Linked DNA regions of Sus scrofa: regions 1, 2 and 3 are each linked to region 4. A link is a contact called in public HiChIP or PLAC-seq and promoter capture Hi-C data. All regions are on one chromosome and are shown on one strand. Each heading gives the region's core, a stretch centred on a gene start, on an enhancer-like site or on the middle of the called end of the contact. The rest is flanking DNA. Distances are from core to core; before and after follow the strand shown.

Region 1 (3,279 bases), core at 251-2,750, 150 kb after region 4:
AAGCTGATTTTAAAATTTATATGGAACTGAAAGGGGACCCAAATAGCCAAAAACAATCTTGCAAAAGAAGAACACAGTAGGAGAATTCATACTTCCGGATTTTTAAACTTACTCCAAATAATCAAGACAATGTGGTACTGGCATAAGACCTGACATAGTCCAAAGGAATGAAATTGAAAGTCCAGAAATAAACCAGTCTATGGTAAACTGATTTTCAACAAGGGTGCCAAAATCATCAATGGGAAAAGAATCGTCTTTCCAACGAATAGTGATTAGACAACTAGGTATCCACATGCAAAAGAATGCAGCTGGACCTCTACCTCACAGCATATATAAAAATTAACATAAAATGGATCACAGATTAAGTGTATGAGCTAAAACTACAAAGCTCTTAGAAGAATGCAGAGGAGTAAATCTTCACAAACTTGAATCTGGCAAAATATTCTTACACATGACACCAGAAGCACAAGTAACAAAAGAAAAAAATAGATAATCTTTACTTCATCAACATTGAAAACTTTGTGCTTCAAAGAACACCCTTAAGAAAGTTCAAAAAGGACACAGAGAATGGGAGAAAATATTTACAAATCACGTATCTGAGAAGGGACTTATACCTACAATGTGTAAAGAATTCTTACAAGTCAATAATAAAAAGATAAATAATCCAGTTTAAAAATAGGCACTGTGGCACAATGGGATCTGCAGCGTCTTGAAAGCACTGGGACAAAAGATCCATCCCCTGCCGGGCACAGTGGGTCAAGGGTCCCGCCTCGCTGCCGCTGCAACTTAGATTGAAACTAGGCTGGCGTCTGATCCCGGGCTTGGGAACTCCATATGCCTCGGGCCGGCCAAAAAAGAAAAAAGTTAAAATAAATAAATCAATAAATAAAAATGGGCAGAGGGTCAGAGTGTACCTTTCTCCAAGGAAGATATGTAAATGGCCAATAAGAATGTGAAAACATGCACATTCACTAGTCTTCAGGGAAATGTGAATCAAAACCACAATCAGCTATCACTTCATACCCACTAAGATGTCTAGAACCAAAAAGTTAGAAAATAACAAGCGTTGGGAGAAGACGGGGAACACACGTCTTCCCTGGCGCAGCCTCCGTGGAAAACAGTCTGGCATTTCTTCAAGGGACTTAACATAGAGCTACCCCAGGACACAGGAATGCCGCTCTTAGGTTTAAACCTGAAAAAGTGCAAAGCATGAATTCAAACAAAAACTTGTCCAAGAATCTTCACAATAGCCAAAAGGCAGAAACAATCCAATCGTCCATCGATAGAAAAATGGATAAACAAAACGTAGTATGTCACACAAGGGAAAATTATTCAGTCATAAAAAGGAATGCGGGGTTCCCACTGTGGCTCAGAAGAAATGAATCTGAACAGCATCCATGAGGATGCAGGTTTGATCCCAGGCCTCGCTCAGTGGGTTAAGGATCCGGCGTTGCCGTGAACTGTGGCACAGGCCAGCAGCTGCAGCTCAGACTTGACCCCTAGCCTGGGAACCTCCATATGCCGAGGGTGTGACCCTAAAAAGATAAAAATAAATAAAGAGGAATGAAGTCCTGATACATGTTAGGAGATGTGGATGAACCTCTAAAACACGCTAAGGGAAAGAAGCCAGTTACGAAAGTCCACACATTGAATGATCCCATTAACTACATCAGACTGGCAAGTATTATGAAAGAGTATCACATATGATGCTTGAAATAATGCCAAAAATAGTCTTTTCACGCATTGCCGCCTAGAATTTAAATTTAGCTAAATATTTTTGCCAAGCATAATGCCCATATTTATAGTATTTTAAATATTTATACTCTTTGACTTCCTGGTCTTTCTTGCATGTCATAGAGATAATATATATGTGACTACACTTGAGAGATAATTGCAGCAAAAGGAAAAGGGAACGGGAAAAATGTCTGTGATGCTCTATCGATTGCAAAAAGCAAGTGTCAAAGTAATGATCCGATGTGACACAATTTTTGTAAAATCAAACAGCAGTAAATGTATATATGTATGTATCTTTTCATAGAAATACACGTGGAAGAATATATACCAAACGGTTAATATCTTTGGGGAGGTAGGCAGCAGATAATTATAGACTTTCGTTTTTGTGTATATTGTTGTATTGTTTCGTTAGTGTTAATGAAGGCTTATTAACTTTTGCAATTTGAAAGACAGAGAATACTTCTAATTTAAAAAGAAAGGATGAGTGGAGGAACGCGAAAGGAAAGGACTGAGCTGTTTTCGAGGCCATTTCTGTGTGCGCTCCTCTTACAGACAGTGCGGCCCTTGGAGTCGCCTCTACATGGAGAATTACAGTAGCCCTGTTGTCAGTGATGAGTCAGAGTGCGTGGTGCTGATGCTGCTGCCATTTCATCACCTCTGCGAGCGCAGCATCCATCCCTCTGCTCTCTCTGCTCCTGGGCCTACCTCGCCTCAGGCTTCCAGGCCAACGATGCGCTCGCGGCCGATCTAGATCAGGACCCAGCCGCACTCTCCGAGGCCTCGGCCGGGCGCCCCGTCTCGCCGCGCACGGCCCGGGGCACGGAGACCTGCCGAGCCCAGCCATGGAGGCCATCTGGCTGTACCAGTTCCGGCTCATTGTCATCGGGGATTCCACGGTGGGCAAGTCCTGCCTGATCCGCCGCTTCACCGAGGGCCGCTTTGCCCAGGTTTCAGACCCTACAGTGGGGGTGGATTTTTTCTCCCGTCTGGTGGAGATCGAGCCAGGAAAACGCATCAAGCTCCAGATCTGGGATACTGCGGGTCAAGAGAGGTTCAGGTGGGAGCGCAGCCTGGGCCCTCGAGCAGTGGGAGGGTCTTTGGGGCTTGCACAGAGACCTGGAGGAAAGAGGACTTCCTGGTCTTGGTCCGGGGGCGGAGGATGGGTGCCCTAAGGGACAAAACCCCGGGGTCTGAGGGTTTCTGCTCAAGCCCACCTTCAGCTAGCTGGGAGTTCAGCGCAGGGAAAGATGTGCCGTAGCAGAGAAGGCCAGTCAATAGTACACCCAAACTCCACCAAGCTGCCCCTGGATGACTAATAAACTAGCTGGAGGCAATCTCTGCAGTTCATCAGTTTCCATCCCCGGGCTACATTTCAGAAATGTTCCCAGGTCATCCTAACATAACTGACAGACATAGAGATAAAGAGAGCTAGATATAAATATAGACACACACAGATACTGATGGTCCAGTCCTTCTTGCAAGCAGCACGCATTCAATGATCAGCCACTATATGCCAGACAGTGCACTTGTTTCTGGGGAAACAGC
Region 2 (3,186 bases), core at 542-3,041, 190 kb before region 4:
GTTAAGGTCTATCATCTACAGAGCCATAGTACAATATGGAAGACAGACATAAGCAAATAAATGCAATAAATCTTAAGAGTGAATGATTTAAGAAGGTACACAACTGTTTAGAAGATTTTTTTAAAGGTTTTATGATTATCTTACCTTGGGTGAAGACAAGAAAGAATGTAGGTGTCCGTCTATGTATTGGGAATTTCCTCAGTATATAATTATTTCCTTTTGGAAAAGAGGTCAAAGTGTCTACTTTATCCTTACTAGGTTCCTAGTGTCCAGCACAGTGCCTGGCATATAATATTCCCTCAAATATTTAATAAATTTAAAAACACTGAGAATGTTTTGGTTTTAAATATATTATAAATGATAGATAATTTCATAATCAGTAGGACCTGGCAAGAATAATATTTTGATTACCAAACTATCTTCCTAAGTAATATAGAGCAGTGGAGCTGAGAGAGTAATCCAATCCTCAACTCTTGTTAGGGAAGAAATAAGCCAGTAACTGAAAAACCACCAATTCTGATGTAATAACCTTGGAGGAGACAGAATAACAGAGAACAAACAATATGAGAGAGAAAAAGAAGAGGTGTTTATAATAAGCCTAAAGTCTGGTCACAAATCAACATTATTCTTGTTGGTATTACAAATATTCTTTTTGTTGTGATGTTATGAGACCCAACCCAATCCTTCCGACTTTCTCAGGATAGGAGACTACCCTGTCAAACAAAAAACCTGTTCTATTTTGCCTTAAGCAACACCATCATATACTATCATCTTGAGTCTTCCTGTTTGCGCCCCCCGACACACACAGCCAAGTAAGCCACCGAGCGTAGCTATCTCCTATGTCGTTTCCAGGTATATCCCTTGCACTTAAAAGAGTGTCCAACACATATTAGCTGCTCAATAAATGTTTGTTAAACATATGAGTGGGTCTTCTCTAAGTCACAGCTATTCAAAGGGAAAGTATGTCCCAAATATGACAGTATCCTCTGGGATCAAGGGTAGGACAATGGAGGTACAGGTAGTTGAGAACAATTAATAAGACAGAAAGAAAAGGACTTGATAACTGATTGTGAAAGTTGCGAAGGAGGAAGGTGTAAAGCATTTACTAAAGAGCCTAGTACATGGTCAGTTTGTTAAATATTTGTCAATAGTAATAACGAGAACATCATGCGGATCTGAAGCTGAGGAAATAGGTCTGGGCAGAGATACAGAGTTTACAATATGAACTGAGGAAGAAGAAGAATGTCAACAAGGGGCCTTGGAGGAAGGGCACACAGAAAACTAGAAACCCACGAAGGAGCCCAGAAGTAGGAGGTAAAGCAGAAAGTGACGTCATCGAAACAAGGGCGTAGAGAGGAGTTTTTTGAGGACTTAAGAAATCTCAAGATATTCCAATGCTACAGAGAGGTCTTGCAGAATACAAACTGAGGGAAAGTTAAATTTTCTGTAACAACTTAGGTGACGCACTCTGACTCTTTAACTCGAGGCCTTTTCAACAGCATAGAACGCACTTCATCAAAACTGGAGCTGCCCGACAATTCTAACTGTCGACACCAGAGAAGCCCTAGTCACCCTTGCATTGCCTCCCAATTCCACCTTCCCACAGATACCTCTTCCCTCCCTCTGCCGTCGTCTCCCCGCCTTCCGCCCAGCCCTCCCTGCTGCTTTTACCTGTCCGGGCCCTTTGGGAGAACTCGAGGATTAGGACAGAGTTGCCCGGCTCAACAACTGGGAGCAGACCACCCGCTCCCAGAAGAAGATAGACCAGACGCCGCCGGCTTCCGCATAGAGCGCCCCGCCCGCGCTCGGCCTCCTGGGAATGCGAACGCCCCTCCAATGGGAACGAGAGGCGGGCGGGGCCTGCTGCGTTCCCAGCCCCCCGCACTTCCCGGAGCCGCACTGCATTCCGGGAGTGGTAGTTTCCTCTGGCTTATCCCCGGAATCTGTCACTCGGTCCATCAACAACTCTTGTCACAAACAACATCAAGCGCTAGTCCCTCGAGTAAGAGAGAGGACGCAGGGCCACAGAGAGTCCACTGGCACTGAGTCTGCAGAATAGATGAAGAGCCGAGCTTTCCCTGCCATCTCCTTGCTGAGTCTCAGCAGGTAAGGTAGCCCGTTACTTCACAGAGGAGATAAATTCATCTGACAGGAACTCCCTCTACTCTCGCCATGAAATTTTTTAACCTCCTTGGATTCCCTCAGCAATCCTTTTTCCCAGTCTTTTGCAATAATCATGATAATGAAAATAATAACTTCTTTTATGTAAGCTCCCCTGTCCCGTTTACATCCCTATTTCTTACCAACCTAAGTCTAGCTCCTGAAATAAATTCGTCCGTTTTATGACTCAACAGCTCCCTGATGACTTGCTCTTTATTTTCAACATTTAAAGATTGTCAAAGTTTCTCTCATCTAAAACATTCCAAAGTCAGTTTTCTCAACCCCAATCCTCCCTCACCACACACAGACTTAACCTCTCCTTTCCAGCCAAAATTCTAGACCCTCTTGGGATAGAACATGATGGAAGATAATGTGAGAAAAAGAATGTATATATGACTGGATCACTTTCCTGTACAGCATAAATTGGCACAACATTGTAAATCAACTATACTTTAATAAAATGTAATTTTCCTAAGGCATAATCTTTGATCCTATTGAACATAGAGAATGGACATACATATATAGACAACTTGCAGAATAATAAATATTGAATGATAAATATGTGTATGTATAAAATGTAAATCTCAAGATAATCAAATGCAATTAAGTACTGAGATTCAAAAAAATTCTCAACCATGTTGTTAAAATAAAGACAATTTTCAACTATTACCATACTTCAACTTTGCAGGATCTTACATTTACAGGCGCTATACAAACTGTTCTGCTCTAATATGTACAGCATATTCCATACCTTATTTACTAGTATTAGCTCTAGGTGGGCTATAGACTAACTGAAGTACATTCACAAAATCATGACTAAAATGATCTGGGCAGTAGAAATCAGAATTAATATCTCTGTACCTGTAGTATCTTGTTCACCATCTCCTTCCACCCACTCCTCATCACTTGAGATTGCTCTATCTAAAACAAAATCTGATCAGTTCAAAATTCTACTTAAAATCTTCATTGACTCCCCATTATGTGGAGGATAAAGTCTAAGATTCTCGACAGAGAGTTCAAGGCCCT
Region 3 (3,646 bases), core at 28-2,527, 190 kb after region 4:
CTGCCGCCTAGGGTTTTGTAACAGCATGAGGAAAGTGGCTGGTATTTAAGAAATTGTATCTCTAGTTAACAACTAGGTGGGAAATGAGGGTAAAGAAATAAAACGGCACAGCTCAGGGAGAAAAGACAAAATAAAGAAAACAGTAGAAAACTGAATCGGCACATGCAAATATGCATAGTGTACCTTAAGAGTGGCCTAAATAAAAGAATAAATAAAATAAACGGGTCTTTTGAAGACTCTAAGATATGATTAACAAAAAGGTGGAGGAGATAAGGCAACAGAGGCACAAACCAAAAGGTCGAGAAACTTCCACAGAGATTTCATAGTTGTTCAGCCAGAAGTGAGTGGACAGAGACGGGTTATATTGGTCTGGAAGGGCAGTCAGGTCTTTTCTCATTATTGAAAGAGCTTTCAAATACTATTTCGAGAATTTTACGGAAGCGCAGGAGTGGAAGCGTCTACTTGCTTCTCTTTGTTTGGACTCGGGTTGGTCTCCCCATTCTGCGAAGCCTCCAAAATTGCATTCCCTGCTTCGCCTCTGAACTCCACCCGATTTATTCTCTACTAAGTTATTAGGACGACGTACCTACAAGCAAACAGGCTGTACAGTGGCCTTCTTTAGACACCCGCTGCCCACTGGCTAAAGCCTCCGTGCCTCAGCAGGACACACAAGGGCCTCACGTTCTCACCGACCCCACTTCCCCGCCACTCGGCTCCCCCAAGGCAACAGACCAGGTGCCATTTTCCTACTTCCACACCTTAGCCCCAGCTCTTCTGCCTACTCACTGCATCCTGTCACCATGTGTACACCGCTCCCTCCAGCATCTACGCTGAGTCTCCAGCTCCTCGCCGCCTCCCTTTCTCCAGGCGGCACGGGAGGAAATCCCGCGTGGGGCGGGGAGGAGGGGCTGATGGGGCCGCCCCGCCCCCGCTCCCGAGTCCTCCGGGCCCCACGCCACCTTATCTGCTGGGGCCTCCTCGGACCGCGTTGCCCGAGGGCGGGTCCCAACACAGCACAGGGCGTGCCGGCGCGGAGGTGGGAGAGGACGGAGCACTCTCTCAGGTCCTCCCGCTCAACTCCGTCCCCCAACGATCGAGGCCGGGGTCGGGGCCAGAAAGGAAACGGTCGCCCACCACACAGAGACAAGATACCGAGGACCGGCGTGCCTCTTACCACAAAAACGGCCTCAGGAATCCCTAGGTGGAGCCGCCGCCCGTTCCCTGCAGCCACTTCTCCCAAACCACAACCGTCCTTAGCGTCCGCCATCTTGGGGAAGCGAGCGCGCGACAAACTGCCTCTCGGGCTGCCAGCCGCCGGGGGACTGTGATTGGCCCGCTCACACCCGCAGGCCCGCCCCTCGCGTGTGAGTCTGCGCATTCATTGGCGCACAGGAAGCAGCCGCCCCTCTCCCTTCGGATGAAACTCCCGACCATTGGATGCTGATTGGCTGCGTACAGGTGAGTGACAGGCGCGGAAGGGCAGCTGAGGCGAACCTGGATCTGCAGCAAGGACCAATACCGAGTCCTGGGAAAAGGGGTTCCGGCGGTTTTGGGGGTGGGCGGGCTGGAGGACCCCGATGATCCCGTACCAAGCCGGGACATATCCCACTGCTATCCTAGAACAGGCAGCGCTCTCCAGAATAGCCTTCGCGAGGCGACACGATCCCTTTTGGAATACAAGCAAATCCGGAACCTAGACGTCGCCACTGGGCTTGGGTGTCCTTCTGGTCCCACCATCCTAGCGAGCTTCCTGACCCTTGAAGGGGACTTGCTTTATGCTTGCTTCCACAGGGAGCGGTGGCCTGATTCTAATAAATACCCTGTCCATTGCATCAAAATTTACCAAAAGCCACCTTTGATCAGCCTCTCACCACCCCTGCTCAAACGTTTTCAAAACTTCAGTGTACATGCAAAATCCTAAGAACTCTTCCAATGCTCCTAGGCCCAAGGACTTCCCCAACATCATCCACTGCTGCAACCGTTTGAAAGTAACTGCGTTATACAGGCCCAAGTAATTATTTTTCCATCTGTTTTCTGACATCTAACCACCATGTTTGCTCCTACGTTTGCTTGCACTCGAGTGCTTCACGGGGAAGCGGTGCTTCATCCACTCGTACGAAGCCTACCATAAGCCAGGCCCTTTCTGAATAAAGGATATGTCAGCTCCCTTACTTAGTGGGGACAAACATATAATAATAGCGATGGACATTTATTAAAAATGGCTATGTGCAAGTCACGGGGTCATGTTATTTAAACCCCTAGTTTGTAGACAACTAAAGGGACCCGAACAATCGGTAAGATAATATAATAAATGCTGTAACAGGCACATTTAGGGTAGGAAAGGAGCATTACCTAGGTCATATTTTAAAATGAGAATAACAAGGGTGTACTAACAAGGCTGCTGTAAAGATGAAATGAGATTATGTATGTAGAATACCTAATAAGGATCTTGCCACACAGTAGGGCCGAAGTAGTGAGGGAGGTGGGATGGAGGTTGGGTACGGGGGAGGGGCTGAAGGAAAGGGGAAGGGGGCGGGCAGAGGAGGACTGGGCTAGAGGAAAGAGTGGCGCTGGAAGGGTTTTAAAAAATAGCCGTTGCTGTAGAACTGGCGAGACTGAGGACCTGTGGGACTAGAGCGAAGGTAAGGGGTCGGAGGACCTGAGAGGTGGGCGGGGCAGGAGGAGTGAGGAAAGCGGGCGGGGCTTTGAACTGCGCCAGGGTCCAGACCTAGATGGGACGGAGGGCTTGGAGGACCTTGGAGCAGGGAAGGGAGCGGGACTGGAGGACAGGGAGGGGGCAGGGCTGGAGGCCTGAGGAGAAGGGAGGGGGTGGAGGAGTGGGTGTGTGGGTGGGAGCCTGAGGAGTAAAGAAATTGGGCAAAGCAGGAGGGCCCGTGGGTGGAGGGGCTGAGGACCGGACCGTGGAACAGAGAGGTGGTGGTCGACGGTGGGAGCTTCTAGATACTAGCAACACAACCTTAGAATATGAAATTAAACAATGCCATTAAGTTAAAACACCTGGTACTTGTATAACGAAACATGCTAGTTACTATTAAGAACCCCAAATCGACAGAGAGAAATTAAAGAATTCCTGAAGAAATACACTTATACCGTGTTCATCATATTGTCAGGATATCTATATGTCTATTTTCTCCAAATTTAACCATAGATTCAATGTAGTCCTAATCAGCAGGTCCTCGGAGGCTTTTTTTTTTTTTTTTTTGCTTTTTGGGGCTGCGCCTGTGGCATATGGAAATTCCCAGGCTAGGGGGTCTAATCAGAGCTACAGCTCCCAGCCTACACCACAGCAACACAGGATCCGAGCCGCGTCTGCGACCTACACCACAGCTCACGGCCACACCAGGTCCTCAACCCACTGAGCGAGGCCAGGGATTGAACCCACATCCTCGTGGATACTAGTTGGATTCATTTCTGCTGCACCACAATGGGAACTCTGAGAGGGCTTTTTTTTTTCCCCATGGAAATTGACCAGTTGGTTGTAATATTTTGTGGAATTCAAACAAAACCTGAATATCTGAAACCATCTTGAAAAATATGTATAAAATACATATAAAATATGTATAAAATACATATAAAATACATATAAAATAGAAGACTAATACTACCTGATTTTGAGACCTACAGA
Region 4 (3,664 bases), core at 1,156-3,655:
TAGCAACATAAGGAAAGGAAGGCCAGTGTGACTAACACATAAAAAGACCCAGATACTATCATTGTTTTTTCTTTTCTTATTTTGCAGTACATTTATACCTATTGTTCTTCATTCAGACACTAACTCACTCATTCAACAAATGTTCTTTAAGTTTCCACTCTGTCCTAGACACTATATTGGCTGCTTCACACCAACACACACAAATCATAATAAAGGAAACCAACAAGTAAACAATTACAGCAGAATAAGTGCTAACTAAAAATGAAGAGGAAAACAATTCAATTAATGCAAAGAAGAGGAAATAAACTTTTGTTTCACTATCTATTCAACACTTACCGGATATGCCATGTCACCTTCCCCAAATTGTACCCGAACCACCCTTTCCCTGGTTGGCCACACCTCCCCTCCTCCAGTCACTAAAATATATCACCATCACATCACCATACAAAATACATCACCATAATACGCATAGAGCATTTACTGTGTGTCATATATGGCCATGTACTTTATACACATTATCTCATGTCATCATCACAATCCTTTCATACAGATACTATTATTATGCTCATTTGTGAAATAAGAAGTCGAGAGTCAGAGAACTGAAGTCCTTTGCCCAAGTTCGCATATGTGCTCACTCAGGGCAACTATTTTCTTTCTCCTGCGCTCTGGCTTGCTCTGTACTGATGCCTAATGTTAAGATCATTGCTGCTTGATGGTATCACCTATCAAAGGCACCACTACCACTGCCAATACAAAGTCTGTGCCAAAGTCTTATGTCTAGAGCACTAATATTTGGGTCCAGGATATTGTTTCTTGAAGTTCTTAGTATTGTTTCTCATAGATGCCAAATATCTGAGAACAATGAACATATTTGTAAAAGAATTCTTTGTGGTTTTTACTCGTGCTGGCTTCTTTTTACAACTCTTACACCGGCTTTATCTACCAACCTCTTGCCTCTTTCTGGGTACTTTCCATGTGTTGATTTCACCTTACCTTTATTGATCTTATTCACTCTAATCACTGCTGTCATGCTCCTTCCTATTACAAGACCTTTGATCGTACTGTTCCCTCCCTCTGGAATGTTCCTTTTCCTGTTTGCCTGGCCAATTCCTATTTGTTCTTTAAACTCCATAAGGGCATGAACCCTATCCGGTTTTTGTTTACTTTTTTACACCCAGTGCTTAATACTGCACCTGGCATTCGGGAGATACTCATTAATGTTTGCTGCATGAATGAATACCACTCTATCCCCTGACCTTATTCAGTTATTCCTCTGTAGAGTGATTCATATTCAAGCTATACTCTTTTTTCTATCTATTCACTGAGTGTAGACAATTCTCAACAAATATTCACTGAGCACATAATATATGTTAGGTTCTGAGCTAGCTAGGGACTTGGAAAATAAGTGGGAAAATTATGAACTTTTTGCTCTCGATAAGCTACTTGTTCATTGGAGGGCACAGGCATGCAAAGGGAGAGATTACAATCCAGAATGATAAGTGGTACACTTGAGGCCTGTGCTGGATGGATTGGTCATATTGCACTGACGAAAAAGGAAGCTATAAATTTATCTGGGACAGACAATGAAAAATTCACAGAGAAGGCAAAATCTAAATTGAGTCCAAAAGAATGAGCACCAAATTTCCAAAGAGACAAATAGGGGTACAGCTCTGGCAGAAAGAGTTCCAGAGGAAAAGTAGGAAGGGTTTTTCTTTTTTTGTTGACCCCGACTTCTACAAACTGTTTGCTTTATTATTACCCTTTCGACATTAGACTAACAATTATCACCTCTGATAACTACAATACTGCTCAGTTTCCCATTTTCAACGTCTATATATTGATTCGTTGTTTGCTGTTGCTCTCAATTTCTCCCTCCGCCCTGAATTTCCATTGCATATGTTATTTCAATGAAATATTTTCTCCTTCTTTGCAATACGTATGGTTCTTGAATTTTTACCCGCATGTGTGTTCCTAAAGGTGTGTTGCGTTCTAGCGCTCACTGTATTTACTACTCTACCTGGACCTTGGGTTCAAGGTGCTCAAGCGAACTGGTGGGCGTTCAAAAGTGAGTGGTATGCCATGTAAGATCAAGACAGTGGTGGAAGGATACTGGAAGAATGTTAGTCCTAGGGAACCTCAATAAATCACCATAAATAGGAGCGAACTGGGAGTATCCCTGAAAAGGCAAGCAGGGCGACCTGGCTTTTACACGCAGAGTTACACAGGGTCCATCCAGCCTCCTCTCCGCCCCGCTGCTTCCAAACCTGCTCAAGGAAGGCAATCCACCGGCGCGCCCCAACCCAGCCCTCCGGGACCCGAGGCTCCCGCACGCCCCCCGCAGCCGGCTGGGTCCCCGGCGCGCGAGGCCCCCGCCCGGCACGCCCGGAAGGAGAGGGGCGGGGCCTCCAGGCCGCGGGGCCCGGCGCGCGGGGGGAGGGGCGCGCGGGGCCGCCGTTCTGGGCAAAAGGCAAAAAGGCGGGCGCAGGGCTGCCTGCCGAGGCTCGCCTTGCTTTCAGTTCCTCCCGCTTCGCTGAACTGGGAGTCGCGACCTCCAGCACAGGTGGGTCCTGCCCCGTGGATGGCGGGCGGGGGGCGGTGGCCTGGGTGGGGGCGGTGAGTGCGTTTGCCCAGGCTCTGGCTTTCAGGCCTGGCGCAGTGAGAGGGCGGCGGCTCCTGCCCTGGCTGCTCGGCCTCAGGGCGGTGGTACTCACCTTAGCCCTGGCAGAGGAGAAGGCCACTTGTGCCTTGCCGCAGGGCGGGCGTCACGGTTTGTGCCAGATGTGCGACAGAGTCCGCCTGGAGATCAGCGCGGTGTCTGATGGGCCTAGTGCTTGGGAAGAGCTGGAAGAGCCGGAGCAACCTCGCGGCGGGACTGACGGCCGGACTACATTGTCTCAGACTCTATCGGACTTGCCCGCCCTGGGTCTGTCCTTGACTAGTCGTGTTTAGCTTTCTGCGAGTCCCTACCCTCTCCGCGCTTCACTTTGCTCGGCAGTGCGGTGGAGCGGGAACTCGGCTGTCTCAAGACATCACAGCACTGACTTTCTTTCCTGCTGATATCCACTAATGTTTTCTGTCCCGATTTTATCCTTTCTGTGCCCCTCCTGAGCAAGGCTACCTAGCAAGAGTCGGGAATGGCAGGGCAGGGCGTCGGGGAGGCTAGTCAAGGAAGCTGTCTCTCTGTTCTCTGAAAAGCCTGTTTAGGCTTCTTACTTTACTGACTGCCCTGAAAACCGGAAACATTCATTCAGTCCCTTAGTTGAATGTTAACAATGAAGAATGCTCTTCTGAATGCTTTACCATTAAAAGTTTTACCCAGATGACAAATGATTATCCAAAGTGTTATGTGTTCCATGAGTGTAGTACACGGCCTAGCAAAAATGTCATCATAGAAGACTTGGGTGACATAACTGTATACCCAGTGGATGAAAGGAAAATGCTATCTCACATGGAGGAGCACATCCGTAATCATTGCCATAGAGCAGTCTATTAGGGCTGCCTCTTCGCTTGGAATTGCCCTTTCAGGAAACACCATAGGAAAAATGACAGTTTATTTTACACTGACGTAGCTATAAAGGCAAAGAATTAGAAACACTATGGAAGGACATTGTCGTGTCATTCTGATTTGTCCTCAGTAAGGAAATGGTGATAATGATAATGGCAA

What was found. Promoter capture Hi-C pulls out the DNA fragments that hold promoters and counts their contacts. HiChIP or PLAC-seq counts read pairs in DNA pulled down with a chosen protein or histone mark.
Region 1: a promoter capture Hi-C map of liver shows a contact between it and region 4, with 4 times the contacts expected there. The contact joins the promoter of RAB39B here to the promoter of TMLHE in region 4. A contact is called at or near these places in 1 of 5 promoter capture datasets (liver) and 1 of 47 Hi-C or Micro-C datasets (liver).
Region 2: an H3K27ac HiChIP or PLAC-seq map of alveolar macrophages shows a contact between it and region 4. The contact joins the promoter of VAMP7 here to the promoter of TMLHE in region 4. A contact is called at or near these places in 1 of 5 promoter capture datasets (liver) and 1 of 2 datasets of contacts at active chromatin or transcription factors (alveolar macrophages).
Region 3: a promoter capture Hi-C map of fetal liver shows a contact between it and region 4, with 2.8 times the contacts expected there. The contact joins the promoter of VBP1 here to the promoter of TMLHE in region 4. A contact is called at or near these places in 1 of 5 promoter capture datasets (fetal liver) and 1 of 47 Hi-C or Micro-C datasets (liver).

Annotation. Positions count from the first base shown.
Region 1 is chrX:125,526,474-125,529,752 of Sscrofa11.1, reverse strand. RAB39B (ras-related protein Rab-39B) reads left to right here and starts at 1,500. Exons shown (of 2, transcript XM_003135517.5): 1 at 1,500-2,791. The coding sequence starts at 2,577.
Region 2 is chrX:125,861,908-125,865,093 of Sscrofa11.1, reverse strand. It overlaps VAMP7 (vesicle associated membrane protein 7), which reads right to left and starts at 1,791. Exons shown (of 9, transcript NM_001243593.1): 1 at 1,672-1,791; 2 at 145-216.
Region 3 is chrX:125,482,988-125,486,633 of Sscrofa11.1, reverse strand. It overlaps VBP1 (VHL binding protein 1), which reads right to left and starts at 1,277. Exons shown (of 6, transcript NM_001244980.1): 1 at 1,175-1,277. The coding sequence starts at 1,267.
Region 4 is chrX:125,672,457-125,676,120 of Sscrofa11.1, reverse strand. TMLHE (trimethyllysine dioxygenase, mitochondrial) reads left to right here and starts at 2,405. Exons shown (of 8, transcript XM_003135511.4): 1 at 2,405-2,560.